2 separate regions of the Rattus norvegicus genome follow, and region 1 is linked to region 2. The links are chromatin contacts, called in public Hi-C maps. All regions are on one chromosome and are shown on one strand. Each heading gives the region's core, a stretch centred on a gene start, on an enhancer-like site or on the middle of the called end of the contact. The rest is flanking DNA. Distances are from core to core; before and after follow the strand shown.

Evidence for each region. A called contact is a pair of places that touch in the nucleus more often than the background predicts.
Region 1: a Hi-C map of the A7r5 cell line shows a contact between it and region 2, with 7 times the contacts expected there. The contact joins two enhancer-like sites. A contact is called at or near these places in 6 of 12 Hi-C or Micro-C datasets (the A7r5 cell line, the Rat2 cell line, Schwann cells and 3 more).

The regions. Positions count from the first base shown.
Region 1 is chr8:84,900,127-84,905,924 of GRCr8, reverse strand. It overlaps Myo5c (myosin VC), which reads right to left. Exons shown (of 41, transcript NM_001108167.3): 11 at 3,749-3,830; 12 at 2,965-3,105; 13 at 1-84. Among named protein-coding and RNA genes, the nearest start is that of Myo5c, 33 kb to the right of the region's middle. Within about 2 kb of position 3,639, at least 20 of the 93 cell types and tissues checked have an H3K27ac peak or open chromatin away from gene starts, as enhancers often do.
Region 2 is chr8:84,669,673-84,675,920 of GRCr8, reverse strand. It overlaps Arpp19 (cAMP-regulated phosphoprotein 19), which reads right to left. Exons shown (of 3, transcript NM_001395719.1): 2 at 1,366-1,488. Among named protein-coding and RNA genes, the nearest start is that of Arpp19, 12 kb to the right of the region's middle. Within about 2 kb of position 1,745, at least 10 of the 93 cell types and tissues checked have an H3K27ac peak or open chromatin away from gene starts, as enhancers often do.

The DNA of each region.
Region 1 (5,798 bases), core at 2,390-4,889, 230 kb before region 2:
TCTAGGCTTCTCGAATAAAGAGTTCTTGTTGACAAAATTGTTATACAGCTTTTGAAGCCAGTTTTCATCAGTTCCATGAGGCAACTGGAAGAGAAGGGCAAGGAAAATCTCCAGTACAGAAACAAGATAGAAGAGGGAAGAAAGAAGCTGACCTGGGGGCACCAAGGTCATCTGCTGCCTCAGGGAGCTGCTGCACAGCAGTGGGCCTTCTCCCTTTAGGCCAGCAGTTCTCACATTTCCTAATGTTTCAACCCTTGAATATGGTTATTCATGCTGTGGTGACCCCAGCCATAACAATATTTTTGTTGCTACTTTAAAACTGAATTTGCTATTGTTATGAATTGTAAATATTTGTGTTTTCCAATGGTCTTAGGCGACTCTTGCGAAAGGGTTGTTCAACTCTCCCCAAAGAACCACAATCCACAGGTTGAGAACCACTGCTCTGAGAAATTCTAAACACTCATGTATCTTTGGCCTTATTAATCTTTGTAGATAATTATTTTTTATTATGAACAAATATATGAACTCTTTATCCCAATATTTAAATGGCTATACCAGTGTCCCTTTAGAAGACACTGAATGAAGACTTACATACATGCAGAATAGGCACTATTTTACTCTTCTCACAGACGCTTCAAAGTTCAAGGAAAGAGGACTGGGATGGGAACCTGGCTCCATTCCCAGTAGAGTGGGAAGGGCAACACCAGGTGTGTGTCTTCCCTACCCCCTCTCAGGGAAAATAGATTTTATTTGGCTTTTCTGCCTCCCATAACCAAGGTCATACTTCCTCCAGCTAAGCTCTTTGGAAAACCAGTTTTTTTTTTTTTTGGTTCTTTTTTTCGGAGCTGGGGACCGAACCCAGGGCCTTGCGCTTCCTAGGTAAGCGCTCTACCACTGAGCTAAATCCCCAGCCCCAGAAAACCAGTTTTTAATGCTGGCATTTAAACACTACCAGTTAAATTCAACCTGAAGAGTGAATTCCATACTCCATTGTGGCTCAGTGACTTCCGGGTCACCTTCAGTACTTACAAATACTTGAAGTCTACCTTAGCCTCAATACTCCTGGCTCTAGAACATTCTGGAACACTGGCTTGATGCCTGCAAGAGCTGGTGCATAGGTGGTGCTGGAAAAGGTGATCGGGAAGAACCACGGAACCAAGAATTCCAGGAAAGAATCACAGAGCAGTGGTAGTTTTACTGTGTATAAAAATGAGGGCATGATTTGTTCCAAGGCATGGTGTAGGGGAAGGTTATTGTAGATATGAGGTAAGGGTGTAGCCAGAAGCATCTAGAAGAGTCCCGAGCAGAGAGAGAAAGTAGACTGAATCTGACTGGCAGATTGAAGCGGGTCACAAGAGGAAAGAGAGGGAGGAGAACGAGAGGGGAAGAGAAGAGAGAACCAAGAGAGAAGAGAAAGAGAGGGACAAAAAAAGAAGGGGGGGGGCGAGAGCGCATAGCTGAAATGGATTGAGAAGCTGGGGAAGGGAAGCTGGAAATGGTTAGGACAAGGGTGGGGTGAGAGGAGTCACAGGTACTGAGAGAGCCCGGAAGCCTGGGTGCACTTTGGTATGCTAACAGGCGCCACAGTTAGCTGTTTGTCTGGTTTCTTTTGGACCTGAAGTAGTGTGTCATTATTTTTAAGCAAATATATCTTTGGGGGTGGTGACTGCTCAAGTGTCAGAAGCAACTGTTTCCAGTCCATTCACACTCTCCAGGGGGTTATTTGTTCTTGGGGCACAGGGTTGTGTTGACCCACCTTTAAGTGACTCCTACAGGTTCTCTGGAATCATATGGCTGTGACATTCCCTCCCGATCCGCTCCGGGTGACTCACACTAAACACAGGGTGGAGCCATTCACCGTACACCCTATACATCTGCCTGCCTGCTGGCCTCCAAGACAAGCTCCTTGCTGGATGTCACCCTAGGGGTTGTGCCTGGTACCAGGACAAATGACTGAATGAGGTGTCTACCATTTTCAAGTGGACTCTGGCCATCAGTCTCCCCCAGTCCCTGCTCACTAGTACCTATTGTGGGGTCACCTGGCTGGTATATCCTGCCCCATACCCTCCATTTCCCCAGCTCCTGAGCTGCACTGCCTTCCCCCAGCTGTTCTTTCCTATATAACCAGCCCTCTTGGCTATATGGCCTCTTGGTCTCTCAGTCCTCCACTCCTGCCCTCATGCCCCCCTCGCCCCATTCTTGTCCTCTCTTGCCCATCTCTCCTTTCATGGCCCAGTTCAGTCTGGACCCTTCCAGATGCCGCTGATTGTTCTTTCCCTCATATCTACAAATCACAGACAAAAGGGTGGGGTGCCTATTTAACATATCAGAGGGGGCCTGGCTACTAGGTTTTCTCTGCATCCCTTGGTCCCTACCTGTTACAGGGCCATCCTGCCCCCTACCCTAAATTCTCCAGCCCAGGAGGCTAGGTTGCCCTTCTCTATATAGTCCAACCATTTTGGTTCCCCTGCTCTTTGTACCATTGGCCTCCTGGCTGCTGCACCTGGTTCCCTGCTCTCCCCTCTCCCTCTCCTCTCCTCCCTCTCCTCACATGGTCCAGCTCAGGGTCACGCCCACTCTGGACTCTCCCAGATGTCCTTGCCTCTGACTGTCCTCTTCCGCATATCTATAATAAATTTTCTCCCTCTACCTTACCCATAGCCCGGCTCCTTTTTTCCCTGTATCTGTTATTCACTCACACACAATAAGCCTCCTCCTCCACCATGCACAGACGTGTGTCACATCTCATTTTTTCCATTCATACCCAAGGGTGGTACATAAATGTGCTAAGGTGGGAGGATCCCAGGCTCCCAGGGTTCAGGCTCCACATTAGTGTCTCAGATTTAATATCCAAGCAAATTTAACATCTGGCTTTCCATACATAGCTCCGAGAAGAAGCTCGGTGGTAGGCCTATCTGTAGCTACTCAAAGACTGAAAAAGAAGCCAGTTATTCTGACAGTTACCAAGCATTCTTCATCCAGCAACTCCAAAATGCCCATTTTGGCTTCGATCAGGTCAATCACAGGTTGATTGTCATAGAAGTCTATCAGAGTCCAAGGGATGTCCTCCTTCATGTATTCCTCTTGCTCAAGTTTAAAGACGTGCTGGGGTATCCCGGAGATAAGGTGGAAATTAAACAACATCAAAGAGAGACCTGAAGGGCTTGATGCAAGCCCAGAAGGTACAGATGTGAGGGTCCAATGTGTGATCAGAAAGACCCTGGAACACTGGCCACCCCTCCCCAGAACAGAGCCACTAAGAGGTCTCTTATGGGTCTGGCTGTCACCCTGACACCATCCTGAGTGGCTGTGGTCTACTGCTGCTCTCTGGGGACAAAAGCAGCCTCCTTAGCCTGGATCAGCCCAGCCAGGGCAGGGCAGCCAGAGAGAATGTCTGCTATGCAGGCAGTGGGCAAAACGTATTATTAGAATTCAGAGTTTCAAGGAGGCTTCCCCAGGATCTTGTTCAGGCTCCTCCTGGAGGATGAAGGAAACGGGTGACAGATGGGGAGGAAAGAAAGCACCCCAAGTTGTTCCAAAAAGGAAGCCAAAGATGGCGGTGCAGTTTCAAGATACAGCCACAAAGCGGCATAGCAACTCAAGGTATAACTCGAACTATCAGGGCATTTTCTATCTCTCGACCCATGCATGCTTGGATTTCTGAATGAGGAACTGGTAAAGGACTGTGTCTCTTTCCGTGCACGCAGAGGGCTGGGCATTCGCCCCAGGAAGACAAAGAGTCACCTACCAGGTTAAACTGCTGCTGCAGCTTTTCGTTAGCGTAATTGATGCAGAACTGTTCAAAGCTGTTTACATCAAACGTCTCAAAACTGAAACACAGTTGAACAATAAAATGAGAGCAAGCCCAGGACCTAGGTGCTCATTATAGCAAAGTGTGCATGTGCCTGCATGCGTGTGTGTGTGTGTGTGTGTGTGTGTGTGTGTGTGTGTGTGTGTGTGACGACTCCATAGCTTAAGAGGTTTGCTATGCTTTCGGCAAGTCTGAACGACTTCAAAGCTGCTGCTTGCTGGCTCCTTCTAAGCTGGCTGCCAGTTGACAAACTACCCTTTTCCCCACTGGCTGGACAGGAATCTGACTGTACATGATTCCTCTTCCCCAAGCCAGGCATTACAAGTGGCATACTGATTAATCCATGTAATACCAGAGTCGGCATTACTGTCCTCCCTCTACAGAATGGAAAATGACTGAGAGATTAGTTCCATTTCTTAGGACATAGCACTGAATCTGATTGGTAGTAGCACTTAGGCTTTCAACGGGAGAACACTTCTCTCCTCTCCCCGCTGACCATCCAGAGGGCAGACAGGACAATTCTGCCTTCCCCAGGCTGGCTTTCAGAGTTCCTGGAACAAAACTCTAAGGTCATTTAATAACTTAGCCCAGCAGGAAGCCACACACATCCCTGCCTTGTGTTCAGGCTTTAATAGCGGTCTCCAGGGTTACCTGGGTGACTTGTAAACTCGAGAGCCTGGAGCAGTCAGGCAGAATACAGTGATGGGGGATTGGATGCTTACTGCACAGCAGTGAGCCCCTTGGGGCCTGCGACAAGCAGGATTGTCTGAAGGAACAGCCTCGCTTAGCTCGTCAGCTGTGGCCACTCGTGAACCCAGGCCAGGATTTCACATTAGCTGATTCTCAAGAGGAGGTCGCAGTGTCCACTTTACCCTGACTCCTCTGCCTGTGGAGGGTTGAGGGTAGTGGGGGGTGAGCATCCTGCTGGGAGGAAGCCTGAAAAGATGCCTGCCTTTGTGTGCCTCACCTCTCTGTGCTCTAACTGCCTCAGGTGGAGGATTAATATAACTTCATTGCTTCACGGAGGGTCAGAGTCCAAGAGGCCATGGTGAGACCCAAAGGACAGCAAATGGTACCCAAAAGTCAGCTTTTAGCTTGCATCCCCATCCTCTACCCTCCTCTCCATGCCCAAGGCTTTGTCCCTTGTGGCTCTGGTCCTCTGGGGTCACTGCCCCACCGTAGGTCCCTGGACAGCTCCAGGCTGACTGGAGGCAGCTGTACCACTTTTTGTAACATTGTGAAGGCACCAGAAATGGAAGCCAGCTTGGACCTGGAAGGGACCAGGCCAAGGCCAAAAGGAGCAGGGTTTCCCTCAATAGGGCACAATGTCAAATGATGATCCTTTGTAGGTACCGTGAGCTGAAGTTTAAAACCTAGGGACTTACGACTTAAGATGCCAGAGGCGTGCTGTCTGGGACAATGGTTTGCACCAAGACCAGGGCGTTAAGGCTCATGGCTTGGTGACTTCTTCCACCTGACTGTCCTGACAATCCTGCAGGAGAGGCTCTCAGTGCTCTGAAAACATGCCACTGCAGTGCTGGAGAGTCTAGCCCAGAGGGCTAGCCTCAGACCCAGACATTTCCAAGCCTGCTCCAAAGAGCATAAACATACGACAGCCCGGGACATCAAAATTAAGTTTCCTTCCCTTTGCAGTTGAACCTCAAAGCTCCCGGCTGCAGTTTCACCTGTGCTAAAGGATGCTAACTTTTCCTGGCAGCCGTTGTCATATCTGGGTTAAGCTGAGCTCAGTTCCCCGAAGCCACGATATGTGTTAGGACCTGAATCAACACACAGGCCAGCGTGCTAAGGAGTGAGTGATTCACCCTGGGCCACAAGAGCTTCCACTTAGGGGGTAGCTGTGAATCCATGAACCAGTTTTATATCCACTACACAAGCGCTTCATCTCCCAACTAGTAATGTTAACGGACTCTAACAAGTTTTAAAATTTGTGAGCACTTTCATTGTACAGTCAGCCACTTAGCTGCAA
Region 2 (6,248 bases), core at 496-2,995:
ATTTATAAGAAATTACTTCTATGACTCTTAAATAAACTCTTCCATGACCCTTTCAAAATTAAGAGTAATGATCTTAATTTTTACACAAATAAAAAAAATGCATTAGTTACACTGAATTTCATGCTTACCAATAGGAATTATTCTAAATATTTGAATTTAGTATGATGAAATTAAAATTTTACTGACTTCTACTATGGATGTAAACACTTTCTGTCCTAACAGTTATAGTTCCTGTTAAATTTCCTTATTTAGAGTTATGCTAATGTTTTTAAGGTCCTTAAGTTTTGGAATAACTTTCCTACAAGAATCTGCTTTAGAGTAGAGAAATTCTGCATTTTCTATATTTAATATTCTTTATATTATTATTTGAAAGACTAAGTCTTTCATTTTTTTTTCTTTTCTTTTCTTTTTTTTCAGAGCTGGGGACCGAACCCAGGGCCTTGTGCTTGCTAGGCACAAGCTAAATCCCCAACCCTAAGTCTTTCATTTTTTAATGTCCACATTATTTGTTGATACCTTTAAAAAAAAATCAGTTTTGGAGTCCATATGTAACTACAGTGCACACCCACTGACTTGTTTTTTTTATAAAAATAGCAGATACCAATACACTTAAGGTATTTACTTAAAAAGAAACAATCTAGAATCTTATATAGTAAGCAATTACCTTTCACATATACTCCATCATTCTCTGATCCCAATATTGAGAAAGAATTCAAATATGCTTTAACTCTAATTTTCTATTTTTCAAGCAGGAGAGAAAATTAAAAAAAAAATAAGTACCACTACTATTTTCATGCTAAGAAATAATGACTTCTACCTCATAAAGGGAGATGACAAGACTCTAGGAAAAATGCTTTCAGTACTCTGGACTACTAAAATCACATGTAAATTGGATTAAAGCAAATTAATAATTTTACAAGTGATCATTTCATCCAAATACAAAGGATCATAAGCCTCTGAATGTCTCATGAGACTTGCTTTCAAACAGGCAAGTTTTACTAAGGGTGGCAGGGTAAATACCTGTTTCTGGACAGTAGTTCTTTTTGAACAGAAGAGGGGAAGGGATCACACAGAAAATGTGTGGGTAGGTTTGAGTTATATCTACATTTATGTTTTTATAAAGATGACAAAGCAAGAATTCTTTGATATTATCATCCGTACTATGGTACATACTTGAAATACTTTATAATTTAATTTAAAACAATTGCCTCTTTTCATACATATTCATTTCATACATGAACCATGTAAAGTACTGACAGAGATACACGTCCCTGGAAATACAGGAATAAAGACAGACATTCCCTCACAGTTTGTCCGGACACTGAGCCCCCAGGGAGAGCGTGAAGACGACACTCGGCAACTTACCCCTTTCTGCAATCTTTTCCTTAAAAAGTCAGAACCACCAGGCTTTTGTCCCAAATGAGGATACCTTGCTTTTAACTTTGCTTCTTCAGCTTTCTCTGGACTAGTTACTTTATCTTCCATTTCCTGAAATAATTTCAAGTAAATTATTTGTTACAACTGAATTTTTGAAAATAATTCACCTTTTAATATCTAGACTCTGGCTTTCCTTGTTGAACACCAAGTAAAACAGCCTCTGACTAAGAAATCAAGCCCAGGAACCTTTCAAACGCCTCTATCTTTCTTCTCGAACATCCCATGTGATAGCTCTATTATAGCTGTGATGCATGTATAACACCCCACACAGAGGATAAAAATACCAAGATAGCTCAGCTCTCCAGTCTTGCTTGCAGTTACTTTCCAGTCATGTATAATACATTCATAATTAGTCACCTTCTATGGGACTCTTCAGCTCTTTGTCTATATTTAGACAATTTTCCTAATACTATCAAAAATCTAAAAGATCTTTTTGATTTTCTTATTTAAAAATCACATATGATTTTAAACTCCTTAGACTCTTTACTAGACATTAACAACAGCCCAAATACTAGCATATTTTCCCTAAGTAAATCACTTCAGAAGACTTTGATATCTACAATGATATTTTTCTCATCATTCCTCACATCTGGCTGTGTGTGTAAGAACTCATCCCTGTATTTACAGCACCAGGAATCCAAGGCAGGAAGACTATAGCAACTTCAAGGCTGGCCTCGACTGAGAAGTTCCTATTTCCTACCAACAAAAAGCTGAAATTCTGTTCATGTCAAAAAAGAATACATACCTTTAGGTTTTGAAGCCTGTTTTCTGAAAAGATTGTTGTTACATGCACCCCCATGCCCACCCCCACCATCCCAGTACTTAGGATTAAACTTGGGAACTCATGTATGCTAGTTAAATGTTCTATTACTTGTTATACCCCTGGTCTTCTTACTATCTTAAGAATATTTTCTCCAACTCCTATCTTGAATGAGTATATAGTCTTCAAAATGCTATTTTACAGGAAAGGATTTATCATATCATGACAAGAATAAACCAGTAATCCATAGGTCTCCTGGGATGGGAGGTTGGACAGCTAGCAAGGATACTTTTAGCTATTGAACTCATTTCTTTGAACTAGCAAAATCACACTTTGGCACATTTTGAGTCTCTAAGGTTATTTATGAAGTAAGATAGCAGAAATGTTAAATCTATAAATGTCAAACCAACTGTTCTTATAAAGCAAGTAAATAATTTGTCTAGAAACTTTTTGACCTCATGTCTCTTTGTAGACTTTCCCCAAGGTTATATTTACATATATTCTATTCACTTTATGTATTATCAACACTTGACCCTCAACAATTCCCTTATACCCTACTTTATGTCTTAGAGGATTTTGTGGGAAATGGTGCCAATGGCAGATAGCCTTCCCTTTCCATATTCCTGCCCTTTTCTGATTCAGATATCTTATTTCCCCTTTCTAAGCTGCAGCTTCATCTTCCAATCTCTCACTGAGCGACTCCACACAAAATTTACCTGTGTATTCAGCACAGGTAAGACTCTATCAAGAATGGTATGTCGAGAAGTTTGAGTGTACAGTATAAATCCTGGATATTGTTCAGTGTGTGAGCATGTCAACAGGCTGCTCATCGTTGTCACAGTTAAAAGCTAAGCCTTCCCAAGCCCACTACCTCAGCTGGTACTAAATCATAGTCATATGCTCAAGTCTACACGAAAAATAACTGCAATACCACTCTTCAAGGAGATTTTTGGTTCTGTTGTTTGTCTTTGAGACAGGGTTTCACTATGTAGCTTTGACTGACCTGGAACTCAATATGAAGACCAACCTGGCCTTGAACTCACAGAAATCCATCTGCCTCTGTCTCCTGAATGCTGCAGAAGTTCTTTAAGGAGTTTTTCAAAACTGATTTCCTGCCTTAAGAAGATTAGAACCTAACTAAGTAGGATATAAAGATATTGTACTTATGTAATCCTGGAGAACCAATGCAAGTATGTGTGAGTGCAGTCTACTGCAATAAGGTGTGCTAGAACCTTAGCGACATCTAGTGGCAGGCTCAGCCCTCACTACACAAATCCGCAATCCATCAGCATTCTCAGAGCTGCAATTTCAAAGCAAAACTGGATTAAAACCCTATTCTTGGATTTCCCTGTTCAGTTTGCCCATTTTAGATAATGCTTATTGAAAAGGAACCAAAGTCAACTGTTGGCCTTTAGTCCCAGAACTTTCAAACCTTATGGCGAGAATCATATTTTATTGGTCCAGAAAGATTATGCGGCAGGTAAAGGAGCTTGCTACATAAATTTGACAACCTCAGTTTCATCTCGGACTGTGATGGCAGATGGAGAGAACTAAGTCTCCTGACCTTTACATGTATACTGTAACACACATGTACCCCATTCGTGCTCACACAAGAAAAAAATGAGGGCAGGCTGATCTATATAGTGAGTTCCAGGAGCCACATGTACACAGAGAGGTACTTTCTCATGAAAACAAACAAAACAAAACAAAAAACAAAACACCCATACACTTCTTATGATACCTACTTGAACCTAAGAGCTCGAGAGTTTGAGACTAATGAGATCACATCTCAAATCAAGGAGAGGATAGTAAAAGAAAGAGGTAAGACAGGAAGAGAAGAACAGAAGAAAAAGAAAGGGACTCCAATTCCTGAACTTTCTTGCCAATAAACAACACTATTAATAAGTCTTGCTAGTACAACTTTAGATGAATTCAAACTTTGTTCTGTATTCAACAAGAGAAAGAAAGATAGGAAAAGACTGGCCTAAACTACCCTTTAACATGTAGTTAAGTACTATCAAGACTTTCACAATACTTCTCACAAACTACAGAAAATCGTTCCTAATCTAGTGTAGATGCAAGACCTTACACAAAGTAAGTTCAAACTGCTGAGCAGTCACTAACATTCTAAGACAGCTGTAGATCTGCTTATGGAGACACACCCATGGGGAGGTGGCACTGTGGTGCTGCCATTCTGCCATTCCTGCAGCTGGATAGAAGATGGCAGGTTCCAAACAGGACTCATTCCTACAGTCAGAGACATTCTTCAACCCCTGCCTCTAAAACAGGACTCATTCCTACAGTCAGAGACATTCTTCAATCCCTGCCTCTAAAAACGTTTCTTTTTTTCCTCCTGTCTGTTCTTCCAACCTTTTCAAAAATTTGTAACCTAGCACCTCAGACCTTTTCCTTTGTTTGAAGCATGTAGCTTTTGTTCTTTTCTTCCTCATATGATGCTTAACAAAAATCAAGTGAAATAATTTGTACCTGTAGTTATGTTAAAACATGTTAGACAGAAGCACACAATTGCTAAGGTTATAGGTTCTTATACATCAAAGATATTCCTGAATATTTATTGTAGCTAAGAATGAAAATAAACTGAAGGGGGGGGGAGGCTTAAGATAAAGAGAAGAAAATATAAGGCAAACACAAACAAAAAATAAGTTTTATACTCAGACATTAAACATTATACCCTGGATGTCTTTTGCAAGGGGGGTAAAAAGATATAGGGCCAGGGATATGTAGACAGTGTCAGAGAATAGAGGTCCTGGGCTCACAATTTTATCATCTGAGAGGGAGGGAGGGCAGGCAACAAAAGAGCTGGGGTGTGGGTTAGTGTATAGCACTGCCAAGAATGGACAGGGCCCCAGGTTCAATTCCAAGTGCTGCACAAACAAAATCAGACAAAAAAAAAAAAAAAAAAAAAAAGAAAAAAAAAGAAAAAAATAACAGAATAGTATTTTTAAAATGCAAATGTCTATAATTAGAAGTCACAATGGCTTATACTGATTGTAAAACAGTAACAGAATCTCTAGACACATCTGTAAGTTTGTGGATGGACTAAGTAGGAGGCAAGATCTACCCTAGATGTGCTCAGTATCATTTCAGAGCCAGGGTCCTAGACTGTATTTAAAAAAAAAAGACTAAAGATGGCTCAGTGATTTAAGAGAAGCTGTACAGTTGTGAAGATTGGAGTTTGGATCCTAACACCCATATAATAAGGTAGGTGCAGCACAAAAGCTTGTGACTCCAGTTCCAGGAGCTGTATGAGATGCCCTCCTCTGGCCTTCAACACACATACATATGCACTTACACTAACTATTAGGATGAACACCAAAATCCATCTCTGCTTCCTGGCTGTAAGTACACTGGTTCATGCTGCCATACATTCTGAGCTACTGTGTACTGTGTCTTCAGCCTCAGAGCAAAGAAACCTTTGCTTTAAGTTACTTTTTTCAGCTTCTGAGTCAGAGCCATGAGAAAAGTGATCATATTCAATTAACAGTTTGATAAAGATGCATAATGAAGTTTTCTCCCCCTCTATTTTCCCCCTCCCCCTTTTTCTTCAGACAGGGTCTTTCTGTGTAGCCCTGGCTGTCCTCAAACTCTATCCAGACTAGGCTGACCTTGAGCTCAACAGAGATGAGTCTTCCTCTGCCTTCTGAGTGCTTTAAAGGAAATGTGGCTGCACTGACCAGCACATAATGAGTTTTAAAGGGGACTAACAAAAATAAAGCATAAAACTTCCAAATTCGTAGTTTAACAATGGAGAAAGAAAATCAACAGACATTAATCAAACAGTGATGGGACTAGATACAACACACAAACACACACACACTCTAACAAAGGAACAAAATACAAACATGATGCAATTTAAAAAAAAGAAAGAAAAAAGAAAATCCTAAAGTGTCAATGATCACAAGATGGCCTGTCCATTTACATCTGTGTCTGTAAGCCAGGAGAGATAGTTATGCCTGTAATCTAGGAGACAGAGCCAAAAGGATTGCTGCAAGTTCACAAGCCTAGTTAATGGAGCAATTTCCAGAACAAC